Regions from separate parts of the Mus musculus genome. Here regions 1, 2, 3, 5, 6 and 7 are each linked to region 4. A link is a contact called in public HiCAR-type, HiChIP or PLAC-seq, Micro-C, capture Hi-C and promoter capture Hi-C data. All regions are on one chromosome and are shown on one strand. The core of a region is the stretch at or near the end of the contact, and the rest is flanking DNA. Distances in the headings are between cores, read along the strand shown.

What was found. Promoter capture Hi-C pulls out the DNA fragments that hold promoters and counts their contacts. Hi-C and Micro-C count contacts between places; a contact is called where the count stands out from the background. HiCAR-type assays count read pairs that join an accessible place to other places. HiChIP or PLAC-seq counts read pairs in DNA pulled down with a chosen protein or histone mark. Capture Hi-C pulls out chosen DNA fragments and counts their contacts.
Region 1: a contact with region 4 is called in a promoter capture Hi-C map of embryonic stem cells, with 4 times the contacts expected there. The contact joins the promoter of Rpl22l1 here to the promoter of Pld1 in region 4. A contact is called at or near these places in 6 of 39 promoter capture datasets (3T3-L1-derived adipocytes, cranial neural crest, embryonic stem cells and 3 more) and 2 of 115 datasets of contacts at active chromatin or transcription factors (embryonic stem cells and pancreatic cancer cells).
Region 2: a Micro-C map of embryonic stem cells shows a contact between it and region 4, with 9 times the contacts expected there. The contact joins the promoter of 1700125G22Rik here to the promoter of Pld1 in region 4. A contact is called at or near these places in 2 of 39 promoter capture datasets (embryonic stem cells and neutrophils), 1 of 484 Hi-C or Micro-C datasets (embryonic stem cells), 1 of 115 datasets of contacts at active chromatin or transcription factors (pancreatic cancer cells) and 1 of 9 other capture datasets (adipose tissue).
Region 3: a capture Hi-C map of macrophages shows a contact between it and region 4, with 4 times the contacts expected there. The contact joins the promoter of Tnfsf10 here to the promoter of Pld1 in region 4. A contact is called at or near these places in 7 of 39 promoter capture datasets (the 3T3-L1 cell line, hippocampal neurons, liver and 2 more) and 1 of 9 other capture datasets (macrophages).
Region 5: a contact with region 4 is called in a HiCAR-type map of astrocytes, with 2.0 times the contacts expected there. The contact joins the enhancer-like site here to the promoter of Pld1 in region 4. A contact is called at or near these places in 4 of 39 promoter capture datasets (HPC-7-derived erythroid cells, liver and stem cell-derived epiblast-like cells) and 1 of 115 datasets of contacts at active chromatin or transcription factors (astrocytes).
Region 6: a FOXA1 HiChIP or PLAC-seq map of pancreatic cancer cells shows a contact between it and region 4. The contact joins the enhancer-like site here to the promoter of Pld1 in region 4. A contact is called at or near these places in 6 of 39 promoter capture datasets (the HPC-7 cell line, cranial neural crest, embryonic stem cells and 3 more), 1 of 15 datasets of contacts at CTCF or cohesin (the NIH/3T3 cell line) and 6 of 115 datasets of contacts at active chromatin or transcription factors (embryonic forebrain, embryonic stem cells, pancreatic cancer cells and 1 more).
Region 7: a contact with region 4 is called in a promoter capture Hi-C map of liver, with 2.1 times the contacts expected there. The contact joins the promoter of Eif5a2 here to the promoter of Pld1 in region 4. A contact is called at or near these places in 6 of 39 promoter capture datasets (embryonic stem cells, frontonasal cranial neural crest, liver and 3 more), 1 of 115 datasets of contacts at active chromatin or transcription factors (embryonic stem cells) and 1 of 9 other capture datasets (embryonic stem cells).

What each region holds. Positions count from the first base shown.
Region 1 is chr3:28,804,051-28,806,813 of GRCm38.p6, reverse strand. It overlaps Rpl22l1 (ribosomal protein L22 like 1), which reads right to left and starts at 1,306. Exons shown (of 4, transcript NM_001347226.2): 1 at 1,271-1,306; 2 at 222-311; 3 at 1-77. The coding sequence starts at 1,279. Gm32950 (predicted gene, 32950) reads left to right here and starts at 1,463. Exons shown (of 3, transcript NR_166194.1): 1 at 1,463-1,552.
Region 2 is chr3:27,152,623-27,155,322 of GRCm38.p6, reverse strand. It overlaps 1700125G22Rik (RIKEN cDNA 1700125G22 gene), which reads right to left and starts at 1,297. Exons shown (of 3, transcript NR_040548.1): 1 at 1,013-1,297; 2 at 392-583. Ect2 (ect2 oncogene) reads left to right here and starts at 1,445. Exons shown (of 24, transcript NM_001177626.1): 1 at 1,445-1,620.
Region 3 is chr3:27,315,632-27,318,331 of GRCm38.p6, reverse strand. It overlaps Tnfsf10 (tumor necrosis factor (ligand) superfamily, member 10), which reads right to left and starts at 1,255. Exons shown (of 5, transcript NM_009425.2): 1 at 1,042-1,255. The coding sequence starts at 1,185.
Region 4 is chr3:27,937,258-27,939,957 of GRCm38.p6, reverse strand. Pld1 (phospholipase D1) reads right to left here and starts at 1,278. Exons shown (of 27, transcript NM_001164056.1): 1 at 1,208-1,278.
Region 5 is chr3:28,557,255-28,559,954 of GRCm38.p6, reverse strand. All of the region lies in intron 9 of Tnik (TRAF2 and NCK interacting kinase), which reads right to left. Among named protein-coding and RNA genes, the nearest start is that of Gm52603, 130 kb to the left of the region's middle. Within about 2 kb of position 1,449, at least 82 of the 459 cell types and tissues checked have an H3K27ac peak or open chromatin away from gene starts, as enhancers often do. A contact at or near this core is called in astrocytes, where this site is marked.
Region 6 is chr3:28,733,707-28,736,406 of GRCm38.p6, reverse strand. The region is part of intron 2 of 1700112D23Rik (RIKEN cDNA 1700112D23 gene); the gene reads left to right. Among named protein-coding and RNA genes, the nearest start is that of Slc2a2, 37 kb to the right of the region's middle. Within about 2 kb of position 1,381, at least 43 of the 459 cell types and tissues checked have an H3K27ac peak or open chromatin away from gene starts, as enhancers often do. A contact at or near this core is called in pancreatic cancer cells, where this site is marked.
Region 7 is chr3:28,779,920-28,782,619 of GRCm38.p6, reverse strand. It overlaps Eif5a2 (eukaryotic translation initiation factor 5A2), which reads right to left and starts at 1,343. Exons shown (of 5, transcript NM_177586.6): 1 at 1,207-1,343; 2 at 404-604. The coding sequence starts at 568. 1700112D23Rik (RIKEN cDNA 1700112D23 gene) reads left to right here and starts at 1,498. Exons shown (of 3, transcript NR_166152.1): 1 at 1,498-1,649.

The sequences.
Region 1 (2,763 bases), core at 57-2,556, 870 kb before region 4:
AGGCGTTCAATGTGAACAACATTGCCAAGATTTCCAGTTTTTCCATTGACTTTAACCTTCTCCCGTAGAAACTGTTCCTATTTTCAAACAGAAAGAATGCAAAACTAGGGAAGGAAACCCTAGATGGTCACTAGGGAAGGTACCCTAGGAGCACAGCTTAGGTTAATATCAAGTACTACATTTAAATGCCAACAACTATGCAATCACAGTAAGACACTTACAAAATTTCCAGAGTCAAAAATTCCATCTTCTACTGGATGAGTAAGGTCCAAATGAAACCTCCAGGTGGACTTCTTAGGCTTCTTGTCTTTCTGCTAGACATAATTATGATGCCATTAAAGCAGTTTATTCAGCTTAGACACTGAATTCCCAAGAAAAAAATTACCAACTCAGCATACATCTGGTATAATGGGTTATACACAGACTTGACCAACACCTGAAGGAGCCTGTGCTCTATGTAAAGGTTACTCATTAGCTTGGTTTAAACCAATGTTTCAATTCCCATGAAACGTCATCATTTCCAGTTAAGTACCTTCCAAGTGTAAGCTTATTTTAGTAGAGAAATCTTGCTTGATTATGAAGAACTGCTTCCTACTGTAACTGATGTTATTTCCAATTTCAAATTAAAACACCCACCTGGGTGCTTTTCAAGTTTTATCTGAACTTAAAACACCATTTTTAGGGTAATGGGTCTCTTTATGCTTTATTGTAATTGGTCCAAACAGAGTCACCTAAATGGCTACCAATTAATAATACCTTCACCACCCTCCAATTATCGCAAACCCGGAACTGGCATTTGAGTGAATGACGGGGTGGACTCGCTCACTGCCGTGCAGTGAACAGGCAGTCCCGATGGGGCCATCAGACGTCACTCAGTTTTGAATCCTTACTCAGCAACCTTATTTTTAACAATTTTGGTTATAGTGACTTTCCAAATGTTTAAACCACGCTCTTCAAACTGCTAACGTCATTGCAACCGCGGACCTGGCCACTTAGGCTCTCTTCCGTTGACAGGGTGACCACAGGCCATGGAGAAACCCAGAGGCCCAGAGACCGACCGCGCCCGCCGATACTAAGCTAGTCGCGGGCCCGGCTCCCGCCGCGCAGGCCGCACGGCACTCACGGACGGCTCCGCAACCCGGATTCTATCGTCCCAGTCGAGCCGCCAGGCCGACTCTCTTCCCACCGCCTTCTCTCCTGCGGCGCTCCCGCTCGCTAGACGCAATAGCTACCTGTAATACCCGAGCCCCGCACACGCGCGCGCACTCACCGGCGCCATGTTGAGCTGCAGCCGTGGGAAGAGAACGGGCTTGCGCCGCACGCACGCTTTTATATAAAAACGTGCTGCGTCATACGCAGAGCGTGCGAAATACGCAACTCGGAACCGGATATGCACGGAGTGCTTGGCAGTCACCTAGGAAACGGAGGCGTGGCGTTGGGGGGCGGGGATGCCCTGGCGTTTGGTTTCCGCCTGCGTCTTCGAGTGGGAAGCCGGAGCCGACTGATTCTCTGCTCTGGCTGTGGACTTTGCAAACTTACAAACCAGAGTGGAGTAAGTTCAAGGGATGCAGGAGTTATCTGTTATAATTCAGGGCAAGGCAGACTCTCAATGTTGCTTTATGATCGTCTCTATTATGTTGCGATTATAGTCCTCCAGAGAAAAAGTTCTATGCTTTGCCTAGCTTTTAAGGTAGAGGATGTCCTTCTGAGAAGAACAAGTTGAGTACACTTTGGGTTTATTGGATAGGCATAATTTATTGTACTTTCTACTTACTGACTCACAATCTGCTGAAACCTAACTATCAATGTTTACAAAGTACACTAGGATGGACGTACCTTGATGACAGAAAGTAAAAAAGCATTTGAATTTTGAGCGGTTGTAATTGACGCCAGGTCAGAAAAGTGGTGAGGCTGTTGGTGTTCAGTAGTATACGTTTCTGTTAGTGTGAAACTCTAGTATTTAGGGACAGGAGATGGGATGGACTTTAGTTGTTGATTTGGAAAAGGCCCTAGAATGTAAGAGTTGTGTTCTATCCAAGCGATCGGTAATAGGCGTTAATACAGTGTAGGGTATGGTGCTAGTGGTGCTGAGGTTTTAGAAGAAATCAATTTCATTAAATTTTAAAATCTTTTTGCCTTAAGAATCACAAAAACTTTTCGTTCCAAATGTTCAGGCAGGGGCCAGGGTTGACATTTCTTCCTAAAGGGCTTCCTGTTCTGCAGATCAAAATGATCATTAGATATTTTGAAAATAGGCCATTAATTGACATTTAAAATTTTTGTTTTGCTTATCTTTGGCAACTTTCTGTGTCATAACAATAACCACTTAAGCCAATTATTTAAAGGAGATGAGAGACTCCCAGGACTCAAAGGGAGGAACCTTAGATGAAACACCCTACAGTAGGGAGAGGAACTTTTAGAGCCCACCTCCAGCAGGAATACAGGACAACAAGTGAGGGATGGGGTTGCCATCCCACAGTCACACCTCTGACCCATAATTGTTCCTGTCTGAAAGAATTACCTGGATGGAAATGGAGAGGAGCCTGAGGAAAAGAAGGTCCAGCTACAGACCCAAAGTGGGATCCAGCTCAAGGGGAGGCCCCAGGGCTATTACTGAGGGAGGCTATGTATAGAGTGTTCACAAAAAGGATCCTATCATGACTGCCCTCCAAAAGACCCAACAAGCAGCTGAAAGAGTCAGATGCAGATATTTGAACCCAACCAATGGACAGAAGCAGCTGAACCCTGTTGAATTAGGGAAGG
Region 2 (2,700 bases), core at 48-2,547, 780 kb after region 4:
ACAACCTGCAGGTGAAGATAGTATCTCTTGTTCATTTCTCACCAAAGGGCTGCCCTCGCTGTAAGAGGCTAAGCTAGCCTTCCTGCACTGCAATCCTACACTCTCACCCAACAGACTGGGAAGCTAGCTCTCCTCGGGCAGGGCACAAAGGAGGCGGCTGCCTTCTACTTTAGTGAGGAGAATGCTTGGAATGCCAGACACACCCCAGTTTAAATTGCAAGCACACTTCTCTGGGCAAGGTCCAGGCCGATTTTTCCTTTCTTCCACTCCAAAGGCTAGTGCGGAATTCTAGTGATTGGCAGGCCATAGATACTGGTAGGCAAAAAACCCTAAAAACCAACCAACCAGACAGACAAAACTATAGATTGTTTTACTCATTCTATGAACTCACCGTAGACTTGTCGAACTGCTTAGGCTGTCAAGAAGTTCTTTTGGTTTTAAAGTAGATTTTGGGCTTAAAGTGAGTTGGCTCAGTGGTTTAAAGCGTTTGTTTCTCACACATAGGCCGTGAGTTTGATTTCCAGCACCCACCTGGTGGTTCATCATTCTCTGTAATTCCAGTCTCTGGGGATCTGGCCTCCTCCTATGTCCAAGGACAGCAGGCACTCACAAATGCACATACGTTCAGGAAAAAATAATATGTATAGGCAAAAAGACACATAAAATTTATCAATCTAAATTTCAAAAGTGCTTTAAAAACCTCTTAATGAGATTTGGGGCCTAGCAACCGATCCAAACACTTGGTAAGGTTTTGAAAGTGAAAAATAATTGTTTTGAGTCCTGGTCTCCTATAGCCTAGGCTGGTCTTGTCCTCCTTAGTACAGGCTTTGAGACCACACCCAGCTAGAAGTGTATGCCTAGGCGACTGTATTATAGAACATTCCATCTAGAAACAAATTTCAAAATAGCAATACTGATCCCAGGGGTAAAACAATCCCTTCTTTTCTAGACTTCCAAGCACAGTCACTAACATTCCTAAGCTGGGAGTTGGGGTGGGGAGGGAGCAACCCACCCAGAAGCAGTTTTGCTTCAGGAGATTCTAAAATCTCCTTATACACTTTTTTATATTAATTACTCAGATGCAAGCTTGTCTTCAAAAATAAAATCTGGTTAGTAGTAAGAGCGGATCGGTTTGCGGTGCTTGGTACTTTTTCTTGAAGTTGGAGGTGATGGCAGAGAGACCGTTCATCAGGAACTGGGCTGTTTACGGAGTAAACAAGCGGTAACCACAGAAACACCTGCTGCATCCAGAGGCGCTGCAGAGCCACGCCTCCTCAAGCCCACATCCGGGCACTCCGCCGACGTTCGCACGCTCCAGCCGTTTACCGGATTTGAAACACACTCACAACCAATCAGCCGGCGCCTCCCGAAGGCAGACGTTGGGATTGACCAATCGGCAGTCCGCCCGAGGTTCCAGCCTATCAAAAGGAGGTTGACAGAGCGCGCCAATCAGCATGGCTCTTAGAGAGAGCGACTGGATTTTTTTGAATCGGAGGCGGCAGCCTCTCTCGAGCCATGGCGGCGCCTGTGAGGGGGAGACTTAGTGTTTGAGAAGGATAAGCGAGGACTGCGCCGTCGTGGTTCCTTTTTAAAATCTCTGAGCGTGGTGAGGACTGCGGGGTGAGTGGGGGACGGGAAGGGATTCGGGAACCCGGAACTGAGCACGGGCCGTGGCGACCAAGGCCGGCGCCCCCGCCGCGGTGAGCTCCCACGGCTGCGTACCTGTCTGTCCCGCTCCCCTCCATCCTCCTTCCCCACATCCGCCTCCTGTCCTGCCCTCTGCTCTCGTCCCGGCCCTTCCTTGCGGGAGGCTGGGCTCTCTATCTATTCTGCTTCTGTCCGGCGCCTCAGGGTGAAGGGCGCAGTTGGGACCGGGATTTTGGCCTCCCGCCCGCCCGCCGCAGCCCCGAGCTGCCTTGATTGTTTTGTGGTTTCCCTCTGGAATTCCTGTAGAATTCCGATTTTCAATTTTTAAAAATATAAAACACAGGCCGCCCCGCCCCTTCCTGGCCACAGATGTGTGTGGTTAGCGGTTAACTTAGCTCCCTCAGTTAGACCCGGCTAGGAGTCGCTGTGTGAGCAACTTCCTTAGCCACAAACTGGATATGACAGTGACATTTGTCTTTTAGGATGGCTGCAAGCGTTAAAAAGTGGCAAGGGAAAGATTTAAGATAGTGACTAAAATATTGAGCTCTAAGTAAATGAGAATCGCTAATTGCACTGTTATCAATAACGTATACACTATTGTAGTTTGGGTTCCTTACTCTGGTGTGACGTGTTTATGGAAAAAAAAAAGGTTTATTTAAAAGAAAAGCTGAAATGACTATTTGTTTAAAAGAATCCATGTGTTTGTGAGACAAGATCTCAGGTACCCCAGCATAGACTTGAATTGTGGAGCCTAGGGTGACAAGGAACTCTGTCTGCCTCTACCCCCTCTTCTGGGTGCTCGGATTACAGGTGTACTTTCACCTTACCTGGTTTCTGAGGTGCCCGCGGATGACTTCATGCACACTGACTGCAGCTGAGTCACATCCCGAGTCAAAGATAGATTGTTTTTATGATCACGATTCCGTTGTGTTTATTTTTAAAAGGTCTGTAGAATATGTGAAAAGGAAGAAAGTGACCTGGTGCACTTAAGTTTGCGGTGATGTTGGGTGCTAGATGCTGGTTGTATCACTAGTGTAGCGTGTAGCTCTTTTG
Region 3 (2,700 bases), core at 6-2,505, 620 kb after region 4:
CTCCCCAAAACATGGTCAGGTTGTCACAGGAATACCCCACTATGCTGGTACCAATTTGTCTTAGTCAGGGTTTGTATTCCTGCACAAACATCATGACCAAGAAGCAAGTTGGGGAGGAAAGGGTTTATTCGGCTTACATTTCCATACTGCTGTTGATCACCAAAGAATGCAGGACTGGAACTCAAGCAGGTCAGAAAGCAGGAGCTGATGCAGAGGCCATGGAGGGATGTTCTTTACTGGCTTGCTCAGCCTGCTCTCTTATAGAACCCAAGACAACCAGCCCAGAGATGGTCCCACCCACAAGGGGCCTTGCCCCCTTGATCACTAATTGAGAAAATGCCTTACAGTTGGATCTCATGGAGGCATTTCCTCAACTGAAGCTCCTTTCTCTGTGATAACTCCAGCTGTGTCAAGTTGACACAAAACTAGCCAATACAGTGAGAGTTCAGAAAAACTACATGGAGAGTTAGGGAGAAAAACAGCTGACATCTATCTCTAGGCTCCACAGCACCATGTGCTGTCCTCCCTCTTCCTCTCTCCCTCTGTCTCTCTCTCTCTTCCTCTCTCTCCTTCTCTGTCCCTCTCTACCTCCTTCTTCCTCTTTTCCTCCCTCTCTCCCTCTTCTTCTCTTCTTCCTCTCTCCCTGTCTTCCTCTCTCTTCCCCTCTCTCTCTATCTCTCTATCTCTCTTACACACACACACACACACACACACACACACACACGGAACTCTAGAGTACTTCACACAAAGCATTTGTGCCAAGTGACACCACTAACTGCACCCTGCACAGACACTTTTGAAATGATAGCAAACTTTCTTGGAGGTGCCGGTATATCCATTTGTAGTTTTCATAGCCTGTTCTGTTACTACAACTGCTTGGAAGTCTGCCAACTTGCAGTTTTATAAAGCCCTCTCTTTATTAGCAGTTAAGAGTCTGCACTTGGGAAAGGCATATTTTAATCTACAGCTAAGCTTTCAAAGAAGAGCAAGCTAAGCGGCAAAGCCAAGAGAGGCTGCTGCTGAGAGCACACGGCCACTCACCTGCTTCATCTCGTTGGTGAAGTACATGTAAGTCACAGCCACAGACACAGCCTGCAGGAGCACCTGCAGGAGCACTATGCAAATCACCATCATCCTGAAGTGCTGACTGAAGCTGAGGTCCTTCAGGGCCCCTGAGGAAGGCATACTGCTGTCCAGGTCTGACTTCCCAATGCAGACTTGCAGCCCAGCAGCAGTGCCTGAGAAGGTCACAGTTAGAAGGCGGAGTGCCCATGCAGTTTCTTTTTACTGTTGAGACCAAAAGTGAAACTAAGCAAGTCAGGAAGGTGACGAGGACGTAGTGCACAGAAACCCTCCAGCTAGGAGAGCTCGCCCTGATGGTGCTGGAAAGCCTAGATCCAGCGCTCTGAGATCTAACCCATCTATGAACTGCTGGAGCACCTGAAGGAGCTGCAGGATCTCCTGGACAAAGGACAAAGGACAAAGGACAAAGGACAAAGGGACCGGGAGGGGTCTCAGTGAGGATCCAAAATTTAAGGCGTCACAGGAGCCAGAGACTGCTGAAGGCAACAATGACTCATTGCTATAGACATTTGCAAGTGAAGATGTGTGGACAGAGGGATAAACTGTGGGACACACTAGGACACCACAGCTTCCATGGTGGGATGTTTTCTATGCTCTGTTTTGGTTTATTTAGTTTGTTTTGTGTGTTTTTATCTGGGGGGAGTTTCAAGGGCAGACGGTGATTATGAGGGGACAGGGAGATGAATGGGACCGGGGTGCATGATGTGAAACACACACACACAAAGTTTGTTTGTTTGTTTGTTTGTTTGTTTTTTAAAACTGTTTTAAAAAACAGAAATCCCAGCTGTTCAATTTTACCAATGAAAACTCAGGAGCCAGATGCTGAGATGATAACTTCCTAGCTCTGAGAGGCAGAGAAAGCACCCAGCTGACCTTCCTACTCCATCCCAGAAGGAAAGAATCCTTTCTTCTCCACGCTGTCTTAAACACTCGAAGACCCCCTTTCTGTTCACTATGTTCACTCCCTGTCAGATGGTTACTGGCTCTGCCTCTTGACCTAGGGTTGACTTTGTTAAAAGGGCTTTGCTAGGGCTGAGCCACACCACCACGAGTTTACAGCAGACAGACAGAAAGCTCTAGGGTCAAAGGCTGGGACGTATCACAGTTAGAAACAGTTCACAATCTCAGGTTCACAGTGTGATCAGATGGCCTGCAGCAACCACCTCCAGCTTCTGGCCCAATGTTTGTGACTCTGAGGCCTCTGCAGGTTCTAGCAACAGTGTTGCTATTTCTAATGGTGCCAGTTCCCAAGGGCCATAGGACATCTTTCTGGCTGGTATCTCATGGTGGGGAACAAAACGGAATCCATTTCAACTCAAATTCTCTCAGGTCTGCAGCTGCTTCCCACCTCCCAGAAGGATTCCTTTGGAGCCTGCTTAACTACAAAGCCAAGGCTCCCTCACAGCACGGGAGGCTGTCACCTGCTAAAAGGTCTTTAGAAGTAGTACTCTACTGTGGTGCTGTAACTAAGTTACCATCTTCCTGAGACAGTCTCTCACTGAAGCTGAAGCTCACACAGGGATCTTCCTGTCTCCACCTCCGGGCACTGATTGGGATCGCAGCCACAGACCACCAGGCCCACCTGTGAGTGCTGGTAATCCAAGCTAAGGTCCTCGT
Region 4 (2,700 bases), core at 29-2,528:
AAACTCACTCGTGGGCCACAAAGCACGTACTATGGAAAGAGATTCTTGCATAAGTAGGCATAACAGACTAGTTCAAACTAGGCTCTCTGCACCCGTCAGGCTTCCTTGACAGCACCTCTGACAGGTCAGGACTTCTGAATATCTCTCTGAATTTCCTGGGTAGCTAGTCTCCAGAGGCCCTGGGAAGGTCATAAGGAGTTGGCTAAGCTGAAATTGGTGGGCCTGGCTGTCTAAGAGCGCTCTTCGTCCTGTGGAAAGATCTAGAAATGGTCGAATGCAGAAGCTCCTGTGGTCCTTAAGATTATGTTTTGAGCTTCATGAAAGAAGGCCGCTGGCAGTGATCTGAGATTGGGAGGCGGGGGTGAGGAAGGCAAACGTAGGCGTGGCAGGTAGCCCTAGGGTATGGGGGAAAGGGCTGGCCAAATTCTAAGTCTTGACCTGTACTTAAGAGATGGAAGCAGGAGGGCCAGGAATGTCATCCTTGGCTACATAGCCTTTGAGTGCAGCCTGAGCTACAGAAGACTGTTTCAAACAAACCGTCCCATGGCTTAGAGACCTCCTAAGGTCCCTCCCTGACCCGGAACAGTCAGTCCCAAACATCTTGGGTCGGAGCTAAAATAGCAACTGCCTAACACAGGCCTTTCTTTTAATTGCTACCCCTGTCCCTCCTCCACTTCAGCACAGCACATCTTTGGCCCCGAGGCAGCAGCTGTGTGGCTCGGCGCCCGGCACTGTGCTTCAGCTGGACTCTAAGCCACTGGAATGCAGCACTTCCTGGTTGGTCCGGGATGTTGGTGCTGTCGCCATCCCGGTCAGCCCACAGTGCTAAGGAGCTCAGGGAGCGCGGGACGATCTAGCGGGAGCGAACAAATCTACTGAGCCCGGGACCCGAGGAGGTGGGGTGGGGTGCATCCTACAGAGGACGCCCCGGATCTGCAGGGACTTGAGAGTGGAGTGGGGCTAGGACATCAGCAGCTGACCCGGCTCTGCTCTCAGGGTAGCGGTCCTCGCCTGCGGTCAGTGTGCGCGCGGCTCTTGCCAGCGCAGACACTACAGGAATTAAGACTATGGGAGGGACTCCAGGGTTCCCAAGGGAACTTCAGGGACAGGGCTGGTGAGAGGGGCAAGAGAGGCGGGATGAAGCACGAGGACCGCGAACGTCCTGCGGGCTCAGAAGTCCCGCAAGCCTGGCCCCGGCAGCTCCTACCTGCGGGCCTGGGGCGCGGGCACACACTCTGCGGCGGCGGCGACTTCGGGGGTCCCCGCGCAGCTGGCGCAGCTGGGGCCGCGGAAGAAGGGCGGGCGCTGGGACTCGCCGCCCGGAACTCGGCCGGTCTGCAGGGTGGGGCGGGGCGGCGCCGGCCAGCCTCGGTGACAGCCTCTGCCGCCGGCCTTCCTCCATGCCTCGGTTCTAACACTTTCTTCTGTCCAAGTGTCCTAACTCAGCCACAGTTATCCGCGGGGCGCAGGGGCGCACGCAGGCGTTGTTCTTACCAAGTTCACTTCCCTGGTCTCTGAGCCCAATCCTTGTCCAAGACTGGCCCGCAAGTTACAAGCCAACAGCGAGCCAACTGGTGAAATATTCCTGCCCTGAAGTGACTTGCTTAATTAGGGGCTTTGTAGAGGTCAACTGTGGCCTTCCTGCAAATCCCACGGGTAGGTCTTGGTAGGTGTTATTGCCTGTTTATAAGGAAACTGAGGCTGGCAAGTAAAGAACCAGCCTGACCCTAAGCTTGCTGGAGCCAGCAATCTCTTCAGTCCCCAAAACTGCCCGTGCTTGTCCCCCCAGACCCCCCTTCTCTCTCTCTCTCTCTCTCTCTCTCTCTCTCTCTCTCTCTCTCTCTCTCTGTGTGTGTGTGTGTGTGTGTGTGTGTGTGTGTGTGTTGTGGCGAGTGTTCGGTTGGTTAGTTTGAAGTTAGGTCTCTGCTGTATACCTGGTTGGCCATGAAGAACAGGTAGAACTCAAACTACATGATCCTCCTGTCTCAGTCACACATCGCCCTCACACTTCTCACTCCCACTTGCCATCAGTACTGGGTCTAATTCAGAAATGTTAGAGAGAAAAGTAAAAATAAAATGGGAGGAGAACGAGAAAGTCCCATTACCCCGATGGAACTGTCCGCACAGTAACTTTGCCGTTTTAATACACTTAAGAGAGTCGTCATCAAGGGAAATCCAGTGGCTGGGTGGTGTGAATAGCAATCCTTTGGGAATATAATTTTGAACACAAGTCAGTTCCAAAACTGGTTGCACAACACTGCTTCCAGCCAAAACCCAAAGATGCAACAGTTAGTTTCCTGTACATCAAATTGCTGATGCTGTTGGTCTTTTGAAATTGTTTATTGAGTATTATACAGTGAGACAGACCCAGTTACATAATGTCTTACCATGCCCATGGCACTGCATGAAATGAAAAATATAATATTTCTGTCCAGACAGAGGAGGAGTGAAATTATAGCGCGGGGCTCAGTTTTCAAGTAACCTGGAGCTGCCCAGCCCTCCCTGACTGCATTCTTCTCTTTTGAGCACATCTTTCCTAATGATTGCAGAGTCGGGCAGCCGTCACTCTTTCCTTGTTGACAGAAATAATTGATGCCTTTTGAATCCTATGATTCTGACAGATTTTTGCAATTATATGCACAGCCTTCTGAGCAAACAGGGTCTTGCCTAAGAGGGGTTTGGCAAGACTATATAACAAGG
Region 5 (2,700 bases), core at 200-2,699, 620 kb before region 4:
TGGAGGGACCCAGCTCACTGTGTGCACTGTGAGAACCCGTAGCAAGAGCTTTGAAAGGTAACCAGCAAAGTAGGATTCTCTTCAAGGAGCCCCGAAAGCCATTGCGTAAGGCCGTGAAGTGAAGCCTCATCTGTAAGGCAGAACTCAGTATATTAGATTTTGCTGGGATTATGGGATAGCCACTAAGGAGAGTTAAAGGTATGGAGTGGAGCCATTCGAAGGGAGGCTATGTGTGCTGTGGGCAGAGTAGGAGAGGCACGGCTGGTGGAGACCAGATGACACCACCAGGAGCCTTGGATGCTTGACACTGAACCTCAGGATTTTGTGTTTCCCCTGCTAAGCTCAGGCCTTAAAGTCTCCTTATCTATCCCTCTCTATTGGAACGAGAATGTTTATTTTGTGCTACTTCATATTGGAAATATGTGAGCTGGGTTTTAATTTTACAGGTCTTCGAGTTAAGAGATACCTTGAGAATCGCAAAGGCTTTGGGCCTTTAAGCAACAGGTTATGGAGCTGTTAAGATTCGGGAGACTGGTGTAGAGGAGGTAAAGGCACTTTGCATCATGAGACGATCATGTGCGTTTGGGGCCCAGAGGTGGAGCTTTATAGTCGAGGGTCAAGGTGACAAGAAGTGGCCATATGGTGGCTAGTCTTCATTGTTAGTTTGACTGGGTTTAGAACTACCTAAGAGACACACCTGGGAGGATGCCATTAATGAGCAGGCTTTAGGTTCTACTTAGGAGGGGAGATCTATCCCCCATGTGTGTAGCACCATGCAGGGCTTGGAGTCTCTGGATTAAAAAAAAAAAAAAAAGAGGATGAAAACAGCTGAATATCAGCACTCATCTCTCTCTGTGTTCTTGATTGTGCACACAGTATGACCCCTGCCTTAGTTCCTCTTCCACAATGGGCTGTATCCCTTCTTTAATTGTGACCTAAAGGAAACCATCCTCTCTGAACTTGATCTTGCCAGGTATCTGTTATAGAAATGATAAAGTAGTCAATGTAGCCCATGAGATGACACATGCCTGCGGATGGCCAGCCTGTTCTTCTGTGGAAAGGCTTAAAATACCTCCCCGGAGCAGTGACAGGAGAGGAGGGGATGGGAAGTGAGGCCCACGGTAGACAGTAACCCCCACCCCCAGAAGCTTGGCACATTACAAGCAGAAATCTGGCAGGCAGCAAGCTTTGCAGAGTCACTGTTGCTTCCAGGGGAAGGAACGGAGCTGGCTCCTCTCTCTGGGAGTCGGATCCAGGGAGGAAAGGAGAGAAAGATCTCAGAAGAGTGAGGAGGGGCCCTCCTGCGCTCTGTCACCACATGCTATGTGGCACCCAATGAAAGGCTGTTGCTGGGGAGAGAACATGCATTTCTCTTACCCACAGTGACCCTCTGAGAGGAAGGAGAGCAGGGAAGGCTTTGCCTCCTGGTTACCAATAGCAACTCACAATCCCCTTGCAGGTCTGGCAACTGAGAGACTGTCATTGCTTGTGGCTTTTCTGTTTCCTTCCCCTCTGTGTGCCTTTCCTCTGTTGAGCCAGGGTTGCCATGTCATTACCAGCTGATTGGTAGTAATTAAGCCTGCTCTATGTGGTGGGTGGTGTCTGTGGGTGGGAAACAGGAGGATGCCAGTCAAGGGCCTGAGCCTTAAGTCATAGGAAAAGGGACAAACAATTTGTTCCTGTTTAGTTGAATTATTCAGGGCTTGTGCCTATAAAATCACAGGAGGTCACAGACTGGTAGGGATTGGCTCCAATGCTAGAGGAGATGTAAGAATGTATTAGGAGGCCGTGCCACTTCTGCAGCAGGGGAGACGGGGGGGGCATCGTATAACAAAGCATAAAGACCCCCAATGTAAGTACACAGAGAAGTGACAGGCAACATTTGGCATAACCTGAGGACTCCATTTCCAAGCCTCACCTGGTTGCTCACCATCCACACTCCTGTCTTACCCCGTTCTCAGGGAGTAGCAAGTAGTAGCTCTCTTTAGAACAAGTCACCTTTTTGTCAGGATAAGCTTATTAAGAACAAAGGTTGTACTCCTGTCCCCAAATAGAAAGCCAGCATGTCCTGTCACAAAAAGAAAGGGACTGAAAAAAAAAAAAACTCACAAAGAACCACAATTGCTCATGCCAGAAACATCACAGGGACCATTAGCAGGTCTGTGTGGGCGTGCAGGGAGCCACTGTCTTGAGGAATAGAATGGGCTGACTCTAAATCATCACCTTTTCCAAAGAAATGTGCCGTGCAGCCAGGCTAGCATAGCCTGCAGTCGTAAATCACATCATTTTCGTGCCATTACTTGGGCTCCATTTTGGCTAATAGCTCCCTGCCTCGAGGATAGGGTTAACAAGCTGCTGTATAGACAGCAGGTAGCCAAGCCTCAAGTCCAAGATCAATGGTGGCATACAGAATGTCACCTACCAAGCTGTGGCATGCATTTTTAAAAAGTATCTAGCCAGAAAGACCTAGGGATCAGGGGTAACTCAAAAGAAGATCTCAGAGAGAGGCCGGGTGGGTGGTGTGGTCGCTACAGTGCTTGTCATTCAAGCACGAGAACTGAGTTCAGAACCCTAGCACTCGTGTAGAAAGCCAGGTGTGCTAGCGTGTGCCTGTAATCCTATGAAAGATGGCTGGGGCTCTGGTATAACAAAACACTTTGTCTATCGAAGTAAGGGAGGAAAGCAACTGTGAAAGATAAC
Region 6 (2,700 bases), core at 132-2,631, 800 kb before region 4:
GATGGACATCTAGGTATTTCCTTGTCTTGGCCGTTATGAATACTCCTGCATAAACATGGATATCTTTGTATATCTATGTGATATCCTGCTTTAGATCGCATCTTGTGTATACCCAGGAGTGGGATATCTGGATCATACAGTAGTCTTACCTCATATTTTTTGGCAGATATTGGCAGTCACAGTGCTTGCATTAGTGCACTGGCTCAGAAGGAGTGTGTAAGATAGTCTTCTCTCTGCATCCTTACATGGGTGGTTGTTTCTGACTTGGGGAAGATGGAATCTCACTGCAGTTTTGGTTAAACATTTTTTTACATATGTATTTGTTGGACATTTGTAATATTTTCTTTTTAAAAATAAATTTACTGGGGCTCAGTGTTGAAGACCACTTGCTGCTCTTGCTGAGTTTTGTTCCCAGCATGCACATGGTGGCTCATAACTATAACTTTGGTTCCAGGGGATCCAATGACTTCTTCAGACCTCTGCGTGCATCACACGTGCACATGTACACATACATACATGCAGGGAAAAGTGTATACATATAAAATAAATAATGTTTAAAAGCTTAGCATACAAAGTTTTACAGGTCTTCTTAGGGACATTCCATATATCCTTCCTTCTCTAAGCTTGCTATTCCCATTCCTCATGCCCCTCTACCAGCCTTCCCCGCTGCCTCCGGAACCCCCTTAGCTTGCTACTCCCGTTCCCTGCTCCCCCACTCCCTCCAGCACCCCCTTTAGAGTTTATATGCCATGTAGTCACCTTCCTCCTGGTGCTGTTCCCTTAGGATCTCCTCTCCCATCTCACAGGCTCCTTTCCAGTTTCCTGGCCTTTCCCCTCAGTGCCCCCACCTAGACACACCTAGTAAATGGCTAAAGCTGTGATCTACAGAGGAAAGAGAAGAGAGGGTCTCTATCTCTCTGAGCCCTGATTACCTTGTTGTACTTATCTATTCTCCTACAGATTATATATTTTTTATGCACAAATAAGATTCTATTGACCCAATACTCAAATAAGCCAATTTTCTTCATAGTCTATAGATGAAGTTCTGTACCATTTGCTATGACCTGACCACTCACCTCTCTTGCCAGTTCACACTCAACACTCCAAATTCAGTTAGCTGCTTTGGCACAGTAGACAATAAGGGTGCAATGAGTTCATATGTGGGGGACCCTAATCAAGAGGGGCAGTGTACTTGTTAGAAAGCACACATGCTAGAAGTCTCTTCCTCCCCCCATGTGCACACACAGTTCTCCTGCCTGCCCAACTGTGAGAAACAGTTCAATACTGGTCTAGGTGTTTTGTCACAGCAGGACAGGCTGGCTGATACTCCATTTAGGGACGAAATAACTTGCACATCACACAGTCACACTTGAGCTAATGCATTCTTTGAGGGTGACTATTTGGGCCTAAGCAAGATTAATGCTGTCTTTATTTTCATTTCACACAGGAGTGAGTGACTGAAACTTGAAACTGTGTGACTTGCCCAGAATGACTCAGCTGAGAACTCTGTGATGAGGGTGCATGCAGCCCTGCAATGCTGCTGGCCCTGTGGTGAGGGCACAGCCCAGCAATGCTGCTGGCCCTGTGGTGAGGGCACAGCCCAGCAATGCTGCTGGCTTCAGTGCTTAATCCAGGAGTTACTTACCTCTAGGAATCCTGTTCAGAGCACAGGCCCGTCTTACTCTTTGTCTGCTGAAGGCTGTCTATACAACATGAATAACCGTAACTTTTCTACATTGTCTCACAAATGTCTACAGATTTTAATCCATCTCTTATTTCCTCTTTCTTCCTAATAGCAAGCTTTGCCCACTGCTGTTGTTGTTTTAGATGAGTCTTGTTTTGTAGTCCACTCTGGACTTGAACCAGCAATCCCGTTTCCTTAGCATCTTGAGTACTGGGGTCTCAGGTATGTGCCATATACTTAGCTGTTGCTATCAAACTTTCTCATGCTCTGTTATTTGCCTTCCTCTAATTCACCCTGAAGTTCTTTCTCTATTCCTCTTTTCTCTCAGCCTAGAAACATTCACATATGATTAGGGTTGGTTTTTAATGCCAGCTTGTCACAGATTTCAGTGGCCTTCATAGATACTCATCTGAAAAAGTTCCCTGGTCATCTTGATTGATGTGGGGAGATCTGCCCTCTGGTAGAAGCATCTTCTAGTAGCAGTTCAGACAAAAATGGCAGAAAGAAATCGGCCTCCTCACCCGTTGCTTGCTTGGTCTTCCCTCTTGCCTCCAAGTTAACTTGCTCTGTTGCTGTTGCTGCTTCCTTTGCTGAGATGAGAATGAGCCTTTCAAGCTTTCTTTGTAGCACAGGGACCACACACCCCCATTGGTTCTGTTCCTCTGCAGGATCCTGACTAATCCATATTCTCTTTCATCATAATAAGACCTTGCATTGGTCTTCAGCTTGCAGATGCATTTCTTATCCCAGCATGCACCTCTAGGAGAAGGTAATCTGTCTCTCATTTCTTTTCTATTATTAGAAGCAGGATACATAATGAAGAAAACTGGGAGAACATGTTCAAATGGAGAACAGTCCACACCACACAAGTTCTTTACTTTTTTACTTCATAAAATTAAAAGCCAAGATTGTTGAACTGATTTTAAAATTTTCATCTCTCTGTCTCTCTGTCTCCCTCTGTCTGTCTGTCTGTCTGTGTGTGTGTGTGTGTGTGTGTGTGTGTGTGTGTGTACACA
Region 7 (2,700 bases), core at 94-2,593, 840 kb before region 4:
TCCAAGGTCATCTTACTTTCTTTAAAAAAAGTTGCAGTGACACAGAACGAGATTCAGTAAGTACCCAAAACCCGAACAGTTTCATGGCATCAAAACTCAACACACCACACACGTCAGCAAGTCAATTAACAAGAGTCCACAGAAAGTGAAAACCAAGTCTCTTAGAATTAGAAGAACAGGCTTGTTTCTACTAAACACGGATTTAAAAAAGTTTTAGTTTCCAGTTAATGAAACATTCTAAGGGTCCGATTAAATGGAGAGCTTTACTGAGAGTAATGTCTGACCATTCAAGAGACTGAGGGGAAGGAAAAAAAGTTATTTTTCAATATAGAAACCTCACGATGTAGAATGGAACACGAATGATCTTAACGGTGAAGCCAAAAAATGACTTGGAAGGGCCTACCTTGGCATGACCATGCTTCCCAGTCTTGGAAGTTGACATCTCCACGATTTTGCATGGTCGCCCTTTGAGCACGACGAAGCCGTTTTTGCGCAGGGCTGAGCACTGCATAGGATAAGTGCTGGAAGCCCCTGCATCTCCAGTAGTGAAATCAATTTCGTCTGCCATGGTGGACTGGGGAGATGTGCGGTTTTTCTGAGGGAACTATGCGAAAAGTTTGTTTGCGTTTTAATAACCGGCATGCAGGCGGGGTTATGTCTCATTTTGAAGACAGGTAGCCGAGCATCACTAGCCCGTTATGTTTGCATTTATAGAACACCCACTCTGAGTGGAGTATACTTTGCCATTCAGGCCTCTGAAAACTTTTCCAGCCCTTGGTGGGAGGTGGGGAAAGGAGCCGCAGAAGAGCTCGCCGGAGAGTGAAGGCGACACCAGCGCCCAGCCGGCAGGTCCAGTCCCCACCACCCCACCGCAAGAAGTGCCCACGACCTTCCTGCGCCGGGATGCGGGGCCCGGCGCCTCCCTCCGTCCCATCCCCGCTGCCAAGGTATCAGCCAGGCCGCAGGTTCGGGGAAGACTGGGACAGGAGCACCCGGCCGGTTGCACCTGGCCCTCAGTGCGCCTAGGACCCGCAGCGGCGCCGCCCTGGCATCCCGGTTCGGCCCAGCGGTAAAGGGCCCTAGCTCCGGCGGTCCCGCGCTTGCCGCCCTCCAGTTCCCAAGCATCTCGGCTCCTCCCCTCGCCCGGACCCCAGCATCACCGGCTGCATCCCCCGCCGCCCCGCCGACCCGGCCCCAGGTCTTCACCTTCCGGCCCCGCACCGCACGCCTTTGCTGCGTCCGCCGGTCCCTGCGGCTGCGGCGGCGCTGGCGGCCGCGGCTGGTCCAGGAGACGGGGCGGGGCCGCCACGCTTCCCACACCCGGCTCCCCGCCCCGGCCCGCCCAGCCCGGGCCCGCCCCGCCGCGACCACACTTCCGGGATAGGCCCCGGCGCGCCACAGGCCCCGCCTCCAGGTCGCCCATTGGCTCGAAGCTTCCCGAGGTCCCGCCCCGTCACGTGAAGCTCGCCCTGGCAACCCCACGTGCTGCGGATTAGTGCACTTCCGGCGTGCAGAGCTGCCTGCAGTCGACTGTTTGAAGCTTCGCAGTGTTCCCGGGCGAGATGCATCCTCATCTTCAGTTCGGCGCCCAGTTGACCTTGGGGACGACTATTAGGACCAGGTAGCTTGCTCTGGGCCCTAGCACGCAGGTGCGTGGATGCTGTCACTTAATGGTCTTCAAACTCTCAAGTCCTGCTGATTTTGCAAGAGTCCCGAGTGTTGGTGGAGTGGAACTTTGATTCAAGCTTCTGGTACAGCTTGCAGCCCTCCTTGGGGCTGGAATCCGTGCTTGGAGCTCGAAGAGTGCTAGGTGTGGTATGCTATTTCATGATTCTGCATTGTAGATCCTCAGAGGACTCCAGACACTATGACGAGGTGCTGGTGAAGTCAGCAGTGTTCTCAGGGGCGGGAAATCCCATGTACCCGAGACTCTACGGTGACCTTTGATCTTCCTGGCATCGGTGTGCCCTAGAGTTTGAGGTTTTGTTTTTGTTTTTGTTGTTAAATGATTAAAGACAAAGATTCTCGAGAAGTGTGCTTTCCTTTCACAGTTTTATCATAGCTTCATCTCTCACCTTGGAAAGAATCAAGGTAATTAACTGACCACCCCACAACCCAGTTCATGTTGTTCAGTGATTTGGTATTGCTGTCCTATAAACAAATCTAGTCTCATAGTCACTTACACGTATATGCAGAACACATTTCATTTGTGTTGTCTAGAAGCAATAAGCACATGGCTTCCATAAAGTAAACTCTGCCTCTTGTTACAGAAAGAGCCGAATTAGGACCCCTGGCTTCTGAGTTCCCTCTGCTTTTCCCTATTGTTGTTGTTACTATTGCTCCTGCTAATACTTAAGTAAGAATTACATAGTGTACTGTTTCATCTCTATTATTAAATCTTGACTACTAAAGTTTTTGTTTAAACTAAGGTTAATGTTAGAATATATATGAAATAAGATTTAAGAGGCTTGAAAAAGGAAATCAGATGTACGATCACCTCCATTGTCAGGATATAGTAGAATATTATCACGTTCCAAAATTTTCTGTGCCTTTTGGTCATCAGCCCTCTTTTTCACCCCTACCTTACACCCAGCCAGACCTTCCCAACTATTAACAGTTACTCTTTTACTCCTCATTTTGAATTATGGGGAAAGGCTGGGCAGGACAATAAGGCAGGGTATAAGAGCCACTCATAATCAA